2 separate regions of the Cricetulus griseus genome follow, and region 2 is linked to region 1. Evidence: chromatin contacts called from public Hi-C data. All regions are on one chromosome and are shown on one strand. Each heading gives the region's core, a stretch centred on a gene start, on an enhancer-like site or on the middle of the called end of the contact. The rest is flanking DNA. Distances are from core to core; before and after follow the strand shown. Region 1 overlaps Mfn2 (mitofusin-2). Region 2 holds the start of LOC100762705 (tumor necrosis factor receptor superfamily member 8).

What was found. A called contact is a pair of places that touch in the nucleus more often than the background predicts.
Region 2: a contact with region 1 is called in a Hi-C map of fibroblasts, with 3 times the contacts expected there. The contact joins the promoter of LOC100762705 here to the enhancer-like site in region 1. A contact is called at or near these places in 3 of 8 Hi-C or Micro-C datasets (the CHO-K1 cell line, fibroblasts and liver).

Annotation. Positions count from the first base shown.
Region 1 is chr2:8,575,556-8,583,168 of CriGri-PICRH-1.0, forward strand. Mfn2 (mitofusin-2) reads left to right here. Exons shown (of 20, transcript XM_027398171.2): 10 at 32-185; 11 at 833-900; 12 at 1,032-1,153; 13 at 3,235-3,361; 14 at 3,727-3,831; 15 at 4,117-4,219; 16 at 4,852-5,072; 17 at 6,267-6,422; 18 at 7,508-7,613. Among named protein-coding and RNA genes, the nearest start is that of Miip, 14 kb to the right of the region's middle. Within about 2 kb of position 3,631, at least 1 of the 6 cell types and tissues checked has open chromatin away from gene starts, as enhancers often do.
Region 2 is chr2:8,626,569-8,634,181 of CriGri-PICRH-1.0, forward strand. It overlaps LOC100762705 (tumor necrosis factor receptor superfamily member 8), which reads left to right and starts at 3,023. Exons shown (of 13, transcript XM_027398143.2): 1 at 3,023-3,085. The coding sequence starts at 3,023.

The DNA.
Region 1 (7,613 bases), core at 2,381-4,880:
TGCTCACGCACACCTGTCTGTCTGGGCCCAGGTACGGCGCCAGCACATGGAACGCTGCACTGCTTTTCTGGTGGACGAGCTGGGCGTGGTGGATCGAGCTCAGGCTGGGGACAGGATTTTCTTCGTATCTGCCAAGGAGGTGCTCAGTGCCAGGGTCCAGAAAGCCCAGGGCATGCCAGAAGGAGGTAACCATGAGAGCTGATGGCTCCTTTTTATGGGTATTCAAAATGTAGAGTCTGGGTCTGTGGTCTGGCAGGGAGGTAGTGAGCAGAGCCTGCAGGAGGTCCTCGCTCCTTAGAATCACCTAGGAGATGCCTCTGGGCATGTCTTTGAAGGCATTTCCAGAGAGGACTCCCTAAGGTGGGATGACTCACCCTGAATGGAGCTGCAGCAGAGCACACCATTCCTTCCATTTCTTTGCCCAGTGAGGTCTGGGCAAGCAAACTCGAGTTCCTGCTGCTATTCCTTGCCTGCCATGACCTACTGTGTCCCCTTAGGCTGGGGGCCAGAGCAAGCCTGCCTCCCTCCCTTGTTTTTTGTTAGGTGTTTTGGTTGCAGGGTTAGAAGAGTATCCTAGAGAGGGCTCAGTGGTTAAGAGCACCAGCTGCTCTTCTCTTCCAGAGGACTCAGGTTCAATTCCCAGCACCCACACGGCAGCTCACAACTGCCTGTAACTCCAGTTCCAGGAGATCTGACACCTTCACACCAATGCACATAAAATGAAGTTAGATAAAATAAATTAAAAAAAGAAAAAGAAAAGTAACCTAGAGAGCAGCTTTCCCCGTTTTTGTCTGTGCAGCTGTTTCCTCACTTAACACTGCCATCCTCCTAGGGGGCGCTCTTGCAGAAGGATTTCAAGTGAGGATGTTTGAGTTTCAGAATTTTGAGAGGCGATTCGAGGTAAGTCTTGGATTCTGGTAGGTGGTGATTCTGCCCTTCAGGCTCTCTCTAGCCTGTCCCTGGCTATGAAAGCCATGGACAGCCTAGCCCTTGGAGGTGCTGGCTCCCACTCGGTGCTCTGTCTGTTCCAGGAATGCATTTCCCAGTCTGCAGTAAAGACCAAATTTGAGCAGCACACAGTCCGGGCCAAGCAGATTGCAGAGGCTGTTCGTCTCATCATGGATTCCCTGCACATTGCGGCTCAGGAGCAGCGGTGAGAGCTCTGAGTCTAAAGCCCAGGGAATGCTAGGAAATTATGGTTCTCTGTATTTTGCTTTGGGCAGCTAATATCTTTATGATCAGATCCTTAATGTTGAGCTGAGTCCATGGGCTCACACCAAAGCCTGTGTAGTAGAGCCACACAGACACCCTGGCCTGGAGGGCCACTTGGTGTCTGACACCTTTGTTCTTAATTTTCAGTGGTACGGGGTTCAGAGTGGAGGGCTTGCACCAGTTAGAAAAGCATTTGACTACTGAAGCTCTAGCCGAGGTTTTTTATTTTGTTTGTGGGGTTTTTGTTGTTTGTTTGAACATATTCTTGCTATGTAGTCCAGGTTAGTCTTGAACTTCAGTGCCCCACTCAAACATACCATATCCAGCCTAAACCTACCTTTTTGTTGTTGTTGTTGAGACAGGGTTTTAACTATGCATCTTTAGCTAGCCCAGAGCTTGAAATGTAGACCAGCTGGCTTTGAACTCAGAGATCTGCCTGTCCCTGCCGCATGAATGCAGGGACTAAAAGTGTGTGGCAGTTTTCAAAACATGGTGGGCGCTGGAGATGTGCCCAATTAGCAGTGTTTACCAAGCATGTAGGAGCCCTAAGCTCAGCCCCCAGCACACACTTGTGCACACATGCAGGTACACTGGCTTGGCTATAGGAGTGACAGCCTCTAATCCCAGCATTCTAGAGGTGGAGGCAGGATGATCAGAAGTTCAGCATTCTTGGGTATATAGGAAGTTTGAGGCCAGCTTAGGATACATGAGATCCTGTCTTTAAAAAAAAATATATTTGAGAAATTTAAAATGTAAAAAAGCACAGGGACTCTTATACAGACAATTCACAGTATTGCCCCTGAGTTAAAACAGAACAGAAAAGGAGTTAAGTAACCTTGATTCTGTGGTCCCACCCACTCCTCATGGGTGATGGTGAGTTTGTGTGGTTCTATGACCCAAAATTAAAAGTGCTTCTCGCCAGGCGTTGGTGGCGCACGCTTTAATCCCAGCACTTGGGAGATAGAGGCAGGTGGATCTCTGTGAGTTTGATGCCAGCCTGGTTTACAGAGTGAGTTCCAGGACAACCTCCAAAGCAATACAGAAAAACCCTGTCTCAAAACAAACAAACAAACAAACAAAAAAAAACAATCAAAAACAAACAACAAAAAAGTGCTTCTGGAGGAAAACATGAAGAGACTGTGGCTGCTGGGCACGTGCCACACATGTTCAGGCATGGAATTGCCTGTGTTGACACTCAGCCTGGTTTCCCCCTTTGTTCTTGTGGGGATGCTTGCCGTGGGTGCTGGGAACTGAGCAGGTGTCCGACCCACTGTTACTCAGCTTGTCATGGGAGCTCTGCAGAGCATCCGTCTACTGTGCCTGCTTGGAAGACCTCCTGTTCCTGTAGCTCTCACCACATCTTGAGACACAGGCATTTTCTCCAGGTGATCTGCTAGTTGCTTTCTTTAATTTCATTTCCCAATTACTGGACCAGCAGAACATTCTTTTGTTGTTGTTGTGTTTTTTTGTTTTGTTTTGTTTTGTTTTTAATTTCACACTGAACTGGACAGTGGTGGCAGCAGCTAAGCCTTTAATTCCATCACTCGGAATTAAAGTTTATAGTTTATAGTTTATATGGGAGGCAGAGGCAGGTGCAGGTGGATCTCTGTGAGTTCAAGGCCAGCCTGGTCTACAAAGCAGACAGCCAGGGCTACACAAAGAAACCCTGTGTTGAAAAAAGAAAATGTTTTTTTCACACTGTTGTGGCACAGCTCACATGTAGAAGTCAGAGGACAGCTTGTGGAATCAGATCTCTCCTTCTGCCTTTATCTGGGTCTTAGGGACTGAATTCAAGGCGTTAGGCTCGCACAGCAAGCATTTGACCCACTAAGTCATGTTGCTAACTTGTGAAGTACCTCCCTCCCCCATATTATTTAGCAGAACTGTTTCTAAACCTCTCTAGCCACCTCTCTTCAGACACCCTGTCCAGGCAGGATAGGTGTAGCCTAGGTGAGCTTCCCTTGGCTCCTCTGCTTAGTCATGTGGGGGCATGGGTTTCTGAGCAGTACTTTTTTCTTTCAGGGTTTACTGTCTGGAGATGCGGGAAGAGCGGCAAGACCGGCTGAGATTCATTGACAAGCAGCTGGAGCTCTTGGCTCAAGACTATAAACTGAGAATTAAGCAAATTACAGAGGAAGTGGAAAGGCAGGTGAGAAGTGAAGAGACGGTTCTGTGGGGAGATCCGTGCTCAAGAGTCAAAGTCAAGTTCAGTGGCAGCAGATGCTGAAAGCAAAGCGTCTCCTCCCAGGGCTTCCTCGGCTTTCTGGGAAGCTCTCTGTGGCCCCGATTCAAGAATATAGTTTCCCCTGGGCCTTCTTCCAGGGCCATTTTGGTTGCCCGTTTTCTTCCGCCTCTGAAGCTTCAAATCAAGAGGAGCCGCTTTGTGTGGGGACAGGCGAGCCATTCACTGCAGCCTCCTGGGTGTGGGGGCAGGCGAGCCGCTCATTCACTGCAGCCTCTCCTGCCAAAGCAAAGCACAGTCCTGATGCTCACAGGGCCCTCCCTTGGCTGCAGGTGTCCACAGCCATGGCTGAAGAGATCAGACGCCTCTCTGTGCTGGTTGATGAATACCAGATGGACTTCCACCCATCCCCAGTCGTCCTCAAGGTTTATAAGAATGTGAGTGAAGCACTGTGTGCTCTTGGCAGAGGCCTTTAGGCAGAGACCTTGTAGACAGCAACTCAGCCTTAGTTGGTCTGTCTGAGGGTCCCTGAGTGGATCAGGGACATGAGACCCAAGCTTCCTCTGCCTCCTTGGTCAGCTGGCGGTCTGCCTAAATCCCCAAGACTCCTGATGGTGGGGCCTCCTATCTTACCCTCTCTTTTCTGGAGGCAGGAACTGCATTGCCATCCGAGACTCCTGATGGTGGGGCCTCTTCTCTTACTCTCTCTTTTCTGGAGGCAGGAGCTGCATCGCCATATAGAGGAAGGCCTGGGCCGGAACATGTCTGACCGCTGCTCCACAGCCATCACCAGTTCCCTGCAGACTATGCAGCAGGACATGATAGGTTAGTGCCACAAGGGGCCTTGGGATCTGTGGAGCTGCCCTATCCAAGATGAGGCTAATCTAAAGTAAGATGGGGCTGGAGAGAGAGCTCAGTGTGTGAAGAGTGCGCACAGCTCTGGCAGAGGACCTGAGTTTGGTTCTCAGAGCCAGAGCCCATGTCAGGAGGATCACAGCGGCCTGAACTTCAGATCCATCCAGGAGATCCTGTGCCCCTGACCTCCATATATGCACCTGCACCCATGAGCGCACGCACACACACACACACACACACACACACACACACACACACACACACACACAATCAAAATAATAAATCAACTAGGATGGCCTTCCCTTACCTGTTACCTTTGGTGGTGATTGAACTTATTACCTTCGGGTTCTGGTGTCCTGAGCTCATTCTGTATGAACTTGGGTAGCCATGTGGGACAGTACACAAGCTGAGACTTTGGCAAGACCGATGGCAGGTTTGGGAAGGTGACCTGCCAGCCAGTCCCACTGGCTGACCACCTGGGCGTTGTTTCTGCACAGAGCTGCAGCATCCCCAGCAGCTAGGATGGACTGTGCCTGAGGGTGGGCACTGGAGTGGCGCGAGCCTGAGCTGATGCATTCTCTCCCCGCTTGTTCCCTTGACAGATGGCTTGAAGCCCCTTCTTCCTGTGTCTGTGCGGAATCAGATGGACATGCTGGTCCCTCGCCAGTGCTTCTCCCTCAGCTATGACCTGAACTGTGACAAGCTGTGTGCTGACTTTCAGGAGGACATCGAGTTCCACTTCTCCCTTGGGTGGACAATGCTGGTGAACAGGTTCCTGGGCCCCAAGAACTGCCGCCGGGCCTTGATGGGCTACAGCGATCAGGCAAGAAGCTTCTTTCCCTAGGGCATCATGGGAGATCATCTTGCCACCAGATACATGTATCAGCCTACTAGTGGGGTCCCTAAGGCAGACGGCCATGGCAGTGTGCTATTCTGTCACTGGTTGGCATTGTGGCCAAGCTGGTCTTGTCCTAATTACAAATTCAGAGGGTTTTCTAGTGCTTCCAAGGGTGTGATCTTCAACACAGACCACTTGGAGGCTGGGGTGTGGCTCCGTGGAAAGGTGTGCGCCTTGTATTCAGGAGGCTTTGGATTTGATCCTTAATGCTGCATGGGGCAGGGCACAACCACTTTAAGATTTAGTGAAAAAAATTAAAAATATTTTAGAATAAAAATACATTAGGAGCTGGAGAGATGGCTTAGCAGTTTAGAGTACTTATTCTTCCAGAGGATCCAGATTATCTCCTTAGCACCTATATGATGGTTCACAACTGTCTTTAACTCTAGTTCCAAGGCATCCAGTGCCCTCTTGACCTTCACATACACCAGGCACATATAAGGTACACAAACATACATGCAAGCAAAACATTCATACATACAAAATGAAATAAAGCCTATATTAAAAATACACATCAGGACTTTAAATTTTAGAATAAAAAGTGCATTAGGGACTCAGGAGAAGGTTCAGTGGATGCAAGCACTTACTCCTCCTCCAGAGTTAACTTATCAGCCTGGAGGAGACAGAGCCTCCAGTTCATTGAGAGACCAGTCTTACAGCAGGAAGCGGTGAGGGAGGGCATCTAACACTCTGCTCTGGTGTCTGCGTGTGGATGCATGGAGACACCCCCCCACACCCACACACACACAGAGAGATGTGCGCGCGCACACACATACACAGAGAGATGCACACACACACACACACACACACACACACACACACACACACTCACATCCATGCTTGAATCACTGCTTTTAGTACAGGTCCTGTGCTGGCACAAGCCAGGGCTTACAGCCCCAGCCCATGGCTGTCACGTGCTCACATTGGGCTAGCCGGTCTCTTAGGAAGCAAATACCCCACTGTGGTGCGCACAAAGGTCACTTTCCCTCTTCTGCCTGTTGGGAATTGAAGAACTGCTGAGTCCCTGTCCTGCCTCATGTAGTCTTGAGGGTCATTGAGGGTTGCTTGAAGGACAGTCTTGTAACAGTCTTGTCGTTCCTTTGTCATCTCTCTCATCAGGTGCAGCGGCCCATACCTCTGACACCTGCCAACCCCAGTATGCCCCCCTTGCCACAGGGCTCCCTCACACAGGAGGAGCTTATGGTCTCCATGGTTACCGGCCTGGCCTCTCTGACATCCAGGACCTCCATGGGCATTCTCGTGGTCGGAGGAGTGGTCAGTGACACCTGCTCAGGGAGGGGGAGGGGCAAGGGAGGGGCCTGGGGCTCAGTGAGGGTTTTCTACCTTGGGGAGCTGTGTGTCCGGAGCCCTTTCACACACATGTTCCACTGAGGCATCACACAGCTAACAGGATGTTCCCATTTCCTGAAGATAGCTTGCAGAAACACACCGCTAGTTTGAACCCTTCCCCCCCATAATAAGTAAACAACAGGGAACAACTAAAGGTTAAGAAGGAGCCCACCTGACCCTTGAACCAAACCCCAAGGGGCAGCTGAGTGTCCTCTGGTTTCTGTGGAGCTCACCTTGTTGTGACTCAGGACACTGTGAAGCCATGGTCCCTCATGTTTGAGATCTCCCTGGTGGTGTTGGCAAGCTCTCATGCCCTTGTAGACTGTGGCGAGGCAGAGTAGTGGCAAAGGGTAACTGTCAGGAGTCGCTTTTCGAACATGTCGTACAACGTGGATCCACTGAGGCCCCTCCCCTGAGACTGAGAATTGCATCCTTCAGCTCTTTCCATAGATAGTGACCTGGAAGAGGGTCGTGAACTGTGACCTGACCCTTGACAGACCCTTTTATAGCATCTTGTTCACCTAGATATATAACCTGGGAGTTAAATTTACACCACATACCTCCTTTGTGATTGAAGAAGCTTATAAGTAAACTGGCCAGAGTTCATGCAACCAGGATGATGCATGCCATGAAAGTCTTGATCCTGAGCTCCAAGCCCCATGCTATGACTAAACTACACTCTCTTCAGCCAGCTGTGGGGAGTGACTCTGAATTCTGCTTCTTAGAATAAGCTATTGCTTTGGATCGTGTGTTTCTCTTTAAGAAGCCTGCTTCTCTGTTTGGAGCTGAAGCTCAACACAGAGAGCTTGCCCGACATGTGCTAGGCCCCTGTATTCCATCCCGAGCCCTAAAAAAAGCAAACTTCTCACTAGATCAGGACAGTGGTCCTAACCCTAAGTTATCTCCTGTGGCCAGCAGCGTTTCCCTCACTCCCAGATGGAGATAGTCCCTGCCCTCTTAGCCTCCCTGGTCACAGAGACCTTGTTCAAATTGATCATGCATTCCTACAGGTGTGGAAGGCTGTGGGCTGGAGACTCATTGCCCTCTCATTTGGACTGTATGGGCTTCTCTATGTCTATGAGCGGCTGACCTGGACCACCAAGGCCAAGGAGAGGG
Region 2 (7,613 bases), core at 1,773-4,272, 50 kb after region 1:
CCTGTGAGTTTGAGAACAGCCTGGTATACTAAGCAAGTTCCAGGACAACCAGGGCTGTTACACACAGACATTGTGTTACACACAATGTCTTGCAAAACCAAAAAGAGAGTCTCCAGGGGGTGAGGCCGTTTCCTCCAGTCACAGTGAACCTCTGCTAGGATCCATGCTGAACAAAGGCCTGGGGATATGTGTATAGCAGAAGTTGCCTGTGTGTGGAGGAGAGCAGAGGGACAAACTTCTTCATCCACAGTATTATCATTTTGCTTGGATGTGGAATATCCCTTAAACTGGTGGACCTCAGTTATTCTCATTTCCTACTGTGTCTCAGAGTGAGTGTTCCCAACTTTTATAAATACCATTTAAGGAGACATTGGCAAATTTATAGTTTTCTGTTTTCATTTCCAAGTGGCACCATTGATTTTCATTGTTTTGCTGGTAAAATTTATGGAGCAATAAGTTGTAAACTTTAAAAAAAATTGTTGGGGAGCTGGAGAGATGATGGCTCAGAGGTTAAGAGCACCGACTGCTCTTCCAGAGGTCCTGAGTTCAATTCCCAGCAACCACATGGTGGCTCACAACCATCTACAATGAGATCTTCCAGCCTTTAAGGCAGACATACAGACAGAACACTACACATAATAAATAAATAATTTTAAAAAATTGTCCTTTTGCTTTTGCTAAGAACCTTCACGATGCTGAGAGAGCACATGAGCTGACCAGCACAGAGGAATGACATTCTCTTCTTTCCCCTAACTGTTGTTATGAATTAAAAACCCACCGGTGACTTAACAGGCTCAGGAGACCAATGAAGGCTGCTTTCATTTGCTTGCCTTTTGTTACTAGGAAGGTTGGACTTCCACAATGTGTGATTTTTATTTGGTTCTCACCTGGTACAAGCTATTTGGATGCTACAGTTTTGTTTTCTGCTCAGGGCAAACACCAGCTGCATTGTGGGAAATGGGCTCCAGCTTCTTCTGTCCCTCCCTGGCCCTGGGATTATTAGAGCTGGGCACTTTTATTTCTTTCTTTTTTTTAAGTTTATTTAATTTTATTTATGGGCATTGGTGTGAGGTTGTCAGATCCCCTGGAACTGGAGTTACAGACAGTTGTAAGCTGCCATGTCAGTGCTGGGAATTGTACCTGGGTCCTCTGAAAGAGCAGCTAGTGCCCTTAACTGTTGAGCTGTTTCTCCATCCCTGAGGCAGACACTTTTATCATCAGAGGAGGGGAGGGTCTGGAGTAGCTCTATGAAAGATGCACAGGAGGCATGGGTGGATTTTTCAGGTAAGATGAGGACATCAGAAAGGCCTGAATATGGGAGAGAGGGTTTGCAGGGACTTTGGAAGGTCCTCATTGGGAGTGGCAGCTGGTGCCCTGGTCCTCTACCAGATGGGGGCCTAACACTGAAGGCCAGACCAAAGTGTGGAAGCCAAAAGGTCCTTGGGTCCCATTGTTAGAACACACAGACAGCTTGCCTGTTTCTGTGTTGGTTTCTATATTTGAAAATAAAACAAACCGGGCATGTTCATACACGCTTTTAATCCCAGTACTCGGGGAGGCAGAGGCAGGCGGATCTCTGTGAGTTTGAGGCCAGCCTGGTCTACAGAATGAGTTCCAGGATAGCCAGGACTGTTTCACAGAGAAATTTTACCTCAAAAAAGAAAGAAAGGAAGGAAGAAAAAGGGAAAACAGACCAAAGCAGGCTATACCCGCTGGTCAGTGCTCATCCAGTGACCATGTGCTGAAGGTATTAACTGAAGGAAATGGAGAGCCTGGGGCTCGGGGGAGCCCCAGGTGGGAACAGCAGCTCCACAGAAAGGGAGTAGAACAAGGGTTCGAATGAGGCTTGATTGTAGGTAAGATGCCAGGTACCTTCTTCAGGTAAGCCAGCATAGGGGTGGGAATAGCTGTGAATTGATACACAGGTGCCCTGTTCTTCACAGAGTTCTTCCACCTGCCTACCCTGCTCCATGCATACATCTATCTGTCTGTCTATCTATCTATCTATCTATCTATCTATCTATCTATCTATCTATCATCTATCACTTTATTCATCCATGTCCCCATTATCCCAGGTATCCATTATCCCCTCTCCTTATCAGCCCTCCTATCATTTGTCCAAATGTCCGTTTCTTAATCTCCTCATACATCCCTCCACCCTCCCACCCACCCATCCTGGCCTCATCTCTTCACCCACCCACCCATCTCCTCATCTCTTCATCTGTCCACGCATCCATCCCATCCTTCTGTGACCCTCTCATCCATCAGTCCCCATCCATCGCACCATCCATTGGCTCTCTACCCATCTGTCCATCCATCCCCTTATCCGTCTGTGCGTTCTCTTGCCCCCTCATCCATCGACTGACCCACTTCCTCATCCATCCATCCACTCGTCTACCCTCCACCTGTCTGTCCGTCTTCCCTCACCCTCCTGTTCACTCACCCACCCTCCGTCTGTTTGCTCTCTACCCATCCATTCATCCCCCATGCACTCATTTATTTTACAGCAAATCTTCATGATGAAGAAACGCTCACTTTCTCTGAAATATTCTGATTCTGTCCCTTCCAAAGAATCCCAGTGACGCAGAAGAAGGCCAGTTTCTGTAGTGTACTGTCAAGAGCAGGAAACCGGCTCACCCTTCCTTGGGCTAGGGATGGGGCTGGGGGCCTCAGGACTCCGGATACCTCTCAAACTCCCGCGCCCTGCACCTTTAGGGTTGAGCTGCCTTCCCGGTTCCTCCTCAAATCCGGGGCGGACCATTCAAAGTGCAGGGCGCGTGCCTCAGGGGAGCCCCCTGAGTGTGTGCGCTGTGGCTAGCCCTGAGTCATCTCTGCACGCGGTGGCCCCTTCTCTCTTAGGCTTCACAGGGAAGCAGATCGCTGCATCACAGGTGGCAAGGGGGGAGGGAAGAATTAGGTCTGAACCCGAGGAAGGCGCAGCCACATTAGAAGTGATTTCACCGTGGGAGGCAGGGTGCCGGCAGGTGACCAGGCGCTGCGGCTATAAACTCCGGGAGACAGGATGAGCGCCCTCCGCGCGGCCTTGGGATTGCTGCTCCTGGGGATGCTTCGAGCCTTCCCAAAGGTAAGGAGGAGGGGGCAGTAGCCCCCAGGCGGCGTCTGCAGCAGGGGAGGACAGGGCCACTCCTCTCCTCATTCCCTCACCCAAACCGGAGTGCGGCAGCGCGGGAGGCAACTGCAATAGACAAGCACCCACAGGTGGGTGGGTCACCGAAGGGCAAACACAGAGCCCCGTCTCTTCACACCCGCAGGTAGTACATGGCTGGGAGTAAGTAGTTCATTCATTCTCCGTGAGCTGAGTCGGGGCAAGAGAAAGCTGTTCGTGTCCCCTTACAGCAGGTCGGGGTTGGCCGGTGGGGGTGGTGGGGGTGGTGGTGTCCTGGACAGATGAAAAGAAACCTGTGTGGGCCATTTAGGCTGGAGGATGATATCCGGCTGGTGGTGCTGGAAGGTCTCAGGAAAGAGAGGAGGGAAAGAGAAGACGGTCTGGCCAGCCCTGGAGCTGGGTGTGGGCTGGGTGCCCTGGAGCACATGGTGGACGCTTGTCCCCAGGAACGCCAGTGGTGTCTCTGGCTCCGTTGTTTGGACGCCCCAGAAATGAGTCTGGGCAATGAGTTAGGAAAACTGGACACTTCCTAGAAGACAACACCACACTGGGCATTAGGATGTAGGAAGGACGGGGCACTCAGATGGGTCAGGTATAACCTACTACGTGAAACCCTGGGTCAGCATAGGGAAAAAAAGGTCCATAGCTGCCTGGAAGCTGGGGGAGGGGAGGCAAGGAACAGTACCAGGCCGGTGTGGGCATGAGGTGTGAGGAAAGGGGTGGAGACAGGGCAGGCTGCGGGCATGAGGTGGCCCTTCCATCCCCAATGGGCAGTGTAATAACACCTGCCCTGGAGAGGGCAGAGGTGAGCAGAGGACCCCTCTCCCCCTGCCCCATACCCCTTCATCTGGGGAGGTAAGAGCGACAGGACCCTGGAGGTGAAGGGAAGGGTGTGATGTGTAAGGGGGAGCCCTGGCCAGTGTGTGAAGCCCGTCTCCTTCCTTTATTATACAAAGTGGGAACTTTCTTGGTCAGAGGCCGGAACACACTCTCAAGTGCATGTGGGGGTCAGAGAGCAACTTTTGAGAGCTGGTTCTCTCCTTTGACCTTGTGGGCTTGGGGAATAGAACTCAGGTCATCAGGCTTGGCAGCCGGCACCTTTGCTCATGGAACCATCATCTCTCAGGCCCCTGAAAACACTTTTGAAATTAAAATAGACAATGTACTCAACACCCCCCAAACTATAAATGCTATGATAAAGCCGATTTCTTTTTTTAATTATGCAAGTATTTTATTTATATAAAGCCGATTTCTTAATACCAATTCCTCCCAAGCTGTAACCATGCTCGCGCCTTCCTATATCATTTGCAGGCTTGCACAAATGCGTATCTGTATTTGAATCTCTTTTTATCAAAATACATAGAGGGTTTTTTAAGGTCTCATGTAGCTCAGACTGGCCCCCAACTTGCTCTGTAGCCAAGGATGGTCTTGAACTGACCTCCTCCCTCCCCTCCTGCTTACTCAGATTCCATGTTTGATGTAATATAGTCACATGTGTGAGGTTGGGCCCAGGGCTTTGGGTGTGCTAGGCAAGCCGTTTGTCTTTGTTTTTGTTTTGAGAATAGGCTCTGTGTAGCTCAGGTTGGTCTTGAACTCTCATGTAGTCAAGGATGTCTGCAAATACCTAATCTTTGTGCTGGTACCTCCAGAGTGCTGGGTTTGTTACAGTCAGGCACCACACCCAATCATGACTCCTCATTTGGCTTTTACAGAGTCTCGAGTAGGTCTTGGGGAGTACACCATCTACCCATTCACATACCTGGTGTACAGACAGTGAAGTTCCCACCACTGCTTTTTTGTTTTGTTTTGATGGGAGAGGGTCTCAGTGTGTCATCCTGGTTGGCCTGGAATGCGATGTGTAGACCAGGCTGGCCTTGAACTGACACATCTGCCAGTCTCTACCTTTCAAATGCTGGGAGTGAAGGTGTGTGCCACTGAGTGGCCCCATCATTGTTTTTTGTGTATTTGCTGTCTGGGGAGTAAGAGTGGCTCTTTCCTAGAGAAGAGACAAGAGAAAACCAGTGGTTGACAGGGCAGACGTGCGCTGGTTTTAAATGACACGCCGTCCAGTGTGCTGGGCAATGTTTTTTCCCACAACAGTGTAAGACAGTAGCAGCTTCCCACATCCTAACCGACACTTGATCTTATCAATCTCTGTTTTGTGGTCTTGAATGGGGCTATATCCTTCTTATGCTGATTTGCATTTCCCAGTGACTGTAGGCTGAACATCAAATCTCAAATCTGTGGGCTTTTCATGGCAGGACTTGGGGTATCTGTGGAGGAGCCGCCTGTCCAGGAAGATTCTCCATTTTGGTCCCTCAAGACTTCTGTCACCTTTCCTGTCAGTTGAGGTTTGAACTCCTATTTAAACCAACATTAGCAAGGAAACAAAAACAAAACAAACAAAAAGCTATTTAGAGCTGGGCATGGTGTTGCACGACTTCAATCCCAGCACTCAGAAAGCAGAGGCAGATGGTTCTCTAAATTCAAGGCCAAGTTGGTCTACATTAGCCAGGGCTATGTAGAGAGATCCTGTCCCAAAAACCAAAACCCAAGAGCCAAACAACCAAACAACATCTCCCCATCCCCCAAAAAACCTATTTAAAAAGCTGGGTACTACATGCCTGGAATCCCAGCCCTAGGGAGGCTGAGGCAAGAAGGATTGGAAGGCTACAGGTAGGACTGGCAAGATGGCTCAGTCGGTAAAGGCACTTGCCACCAAGCCTGACAGCCTGAGTTTCATTCCCAGGACTCACATGTTGGAAGAGAGAACTAACTCATGGGCATTGTTCTCTGATCTCCACATGTACACGGTGGCTTATGTGTGAGCATGCACATACACATATACGCATGCACACAAAATAAATAGTATACATACATACATACATACATACATACATACAAACAAAGTTCCAAGGTAGTCTGGACTACATAGAAAGTTCCTGTCCTTAAAAAATTTTTTTTGGTCTGAAATTTCAAATCCTTTTCCCAACTCCTGCTTTTTCTCAACTTTTGCCGCTTTGGTGACAGCATGTTTTCTGAGAAGGAGATGAGCCTTATTTTGTAATATTCTCTGGGACTCGGGTGGTGCAAGTCCAGAGAGGCAGAGTTCCCCCTGATTCCATTCTTTTCCTCCAGACTCCCTGAGATGGTATAGGGCCCTGACTTCTGGTGAATTCCATGGGTTTAGAATTCCCCTCATGTCTTCCCAGATACCTCCTGCCCACAGCTCCCCTCTGATTGCCCTCCTCCAGCTTTGGCTTTGTCGAGATTCTCATAGGGGAATTCTCATGAATGAGTCTTTGCAACATGCAGCCTGCTACTGGGCTTCCATTGGTGGAGCATGCCCAGTGGGCGTAAAGGTGACCCTGGTACACCACAGAGGGCAGGAGAGCTTTCTTGGATCCTGTCGGGGAAGTGACTTCCAGAACCAGTCAAATTCTGCCTAGAGGCATTATTCCATAGGATGCCCCAGAAAGGGAGTGCCAGAGGAGACTATGGCTTCTCTCCTCGCCCCGGTCCCCCCCTCCCCTCCCCCCCACCCCCCTTAGACAGGGTTTCTCGGTAGCTTTGGAGGCTGTCCTGGAACTCACTCTGTAGACCAGTTGGCCTCGAACTCACAGAGATCTGCCTGCCTCGGCCTCCCGAGTGCCTGGATTAAAGGCGTGCGCCACCACCGCCCAGCTGACTATGGCTTCTGTTAATAAAAGGTTGCCTTCCTCGATTGAGATGGATGCTGCCGCAAGAGCTCAGAGGCCACTGCAGGGCAGCTGCATTACTCAGCTTGAGAGCAGTTCTGCTGGGACTAGGACAACCCTTACTGGAAGTTTCTGCGGCTTCCACTCATATCTGACCCAAGGGCTTCATGGGAAGATGTGATTCATTTCTAGGTCTGCACACGGCAGCATCTGCTGCATCTCAGGACAGAAGGAAGGTCGGCGAGCCCTTGAGGCCGGGGGTCCTTGCATTGGCAGCTTAGCCTAGTTTGGGCCTGAGTGATTCTGTTGAACTGTGCTCTGACCTTGGGGATGGCCAAGCTAAGATCAGGCTGCAGTTTTCCAAGTAGCAGACGTACATGGCTGGACCTGCGGACAAGGCAGCCTTTCAGAGGACACACCAGCTATACACACACACACACACACACACACACACACACACCACATGCACGCACGTGCACACAAAACACACATGCATGCACACTCATGCACACACACACACATGTATGCACACACACACCAAAAGCAAGGGATCTGTCTAAGAGAGATTAGCAGAAGAGCTTGGCCTCTGAAGTGGGGGCGGGAAGAAGGTGGTGAGTGTGGCTAGCCCAGAGTGAGCAAGGAGGGAGCACCTCAAGGAGGAGGTAAGGGAGGAGTTGAGCTGTGCAGATCTCAGCGGGCTGTGGCCCCACTATCACTGGGCAGCCCAATCAGTTGCCACATCTTCCTTAACAACAGGAGCTAGTGATTGCAGCTGTCAGGAGAGGGGC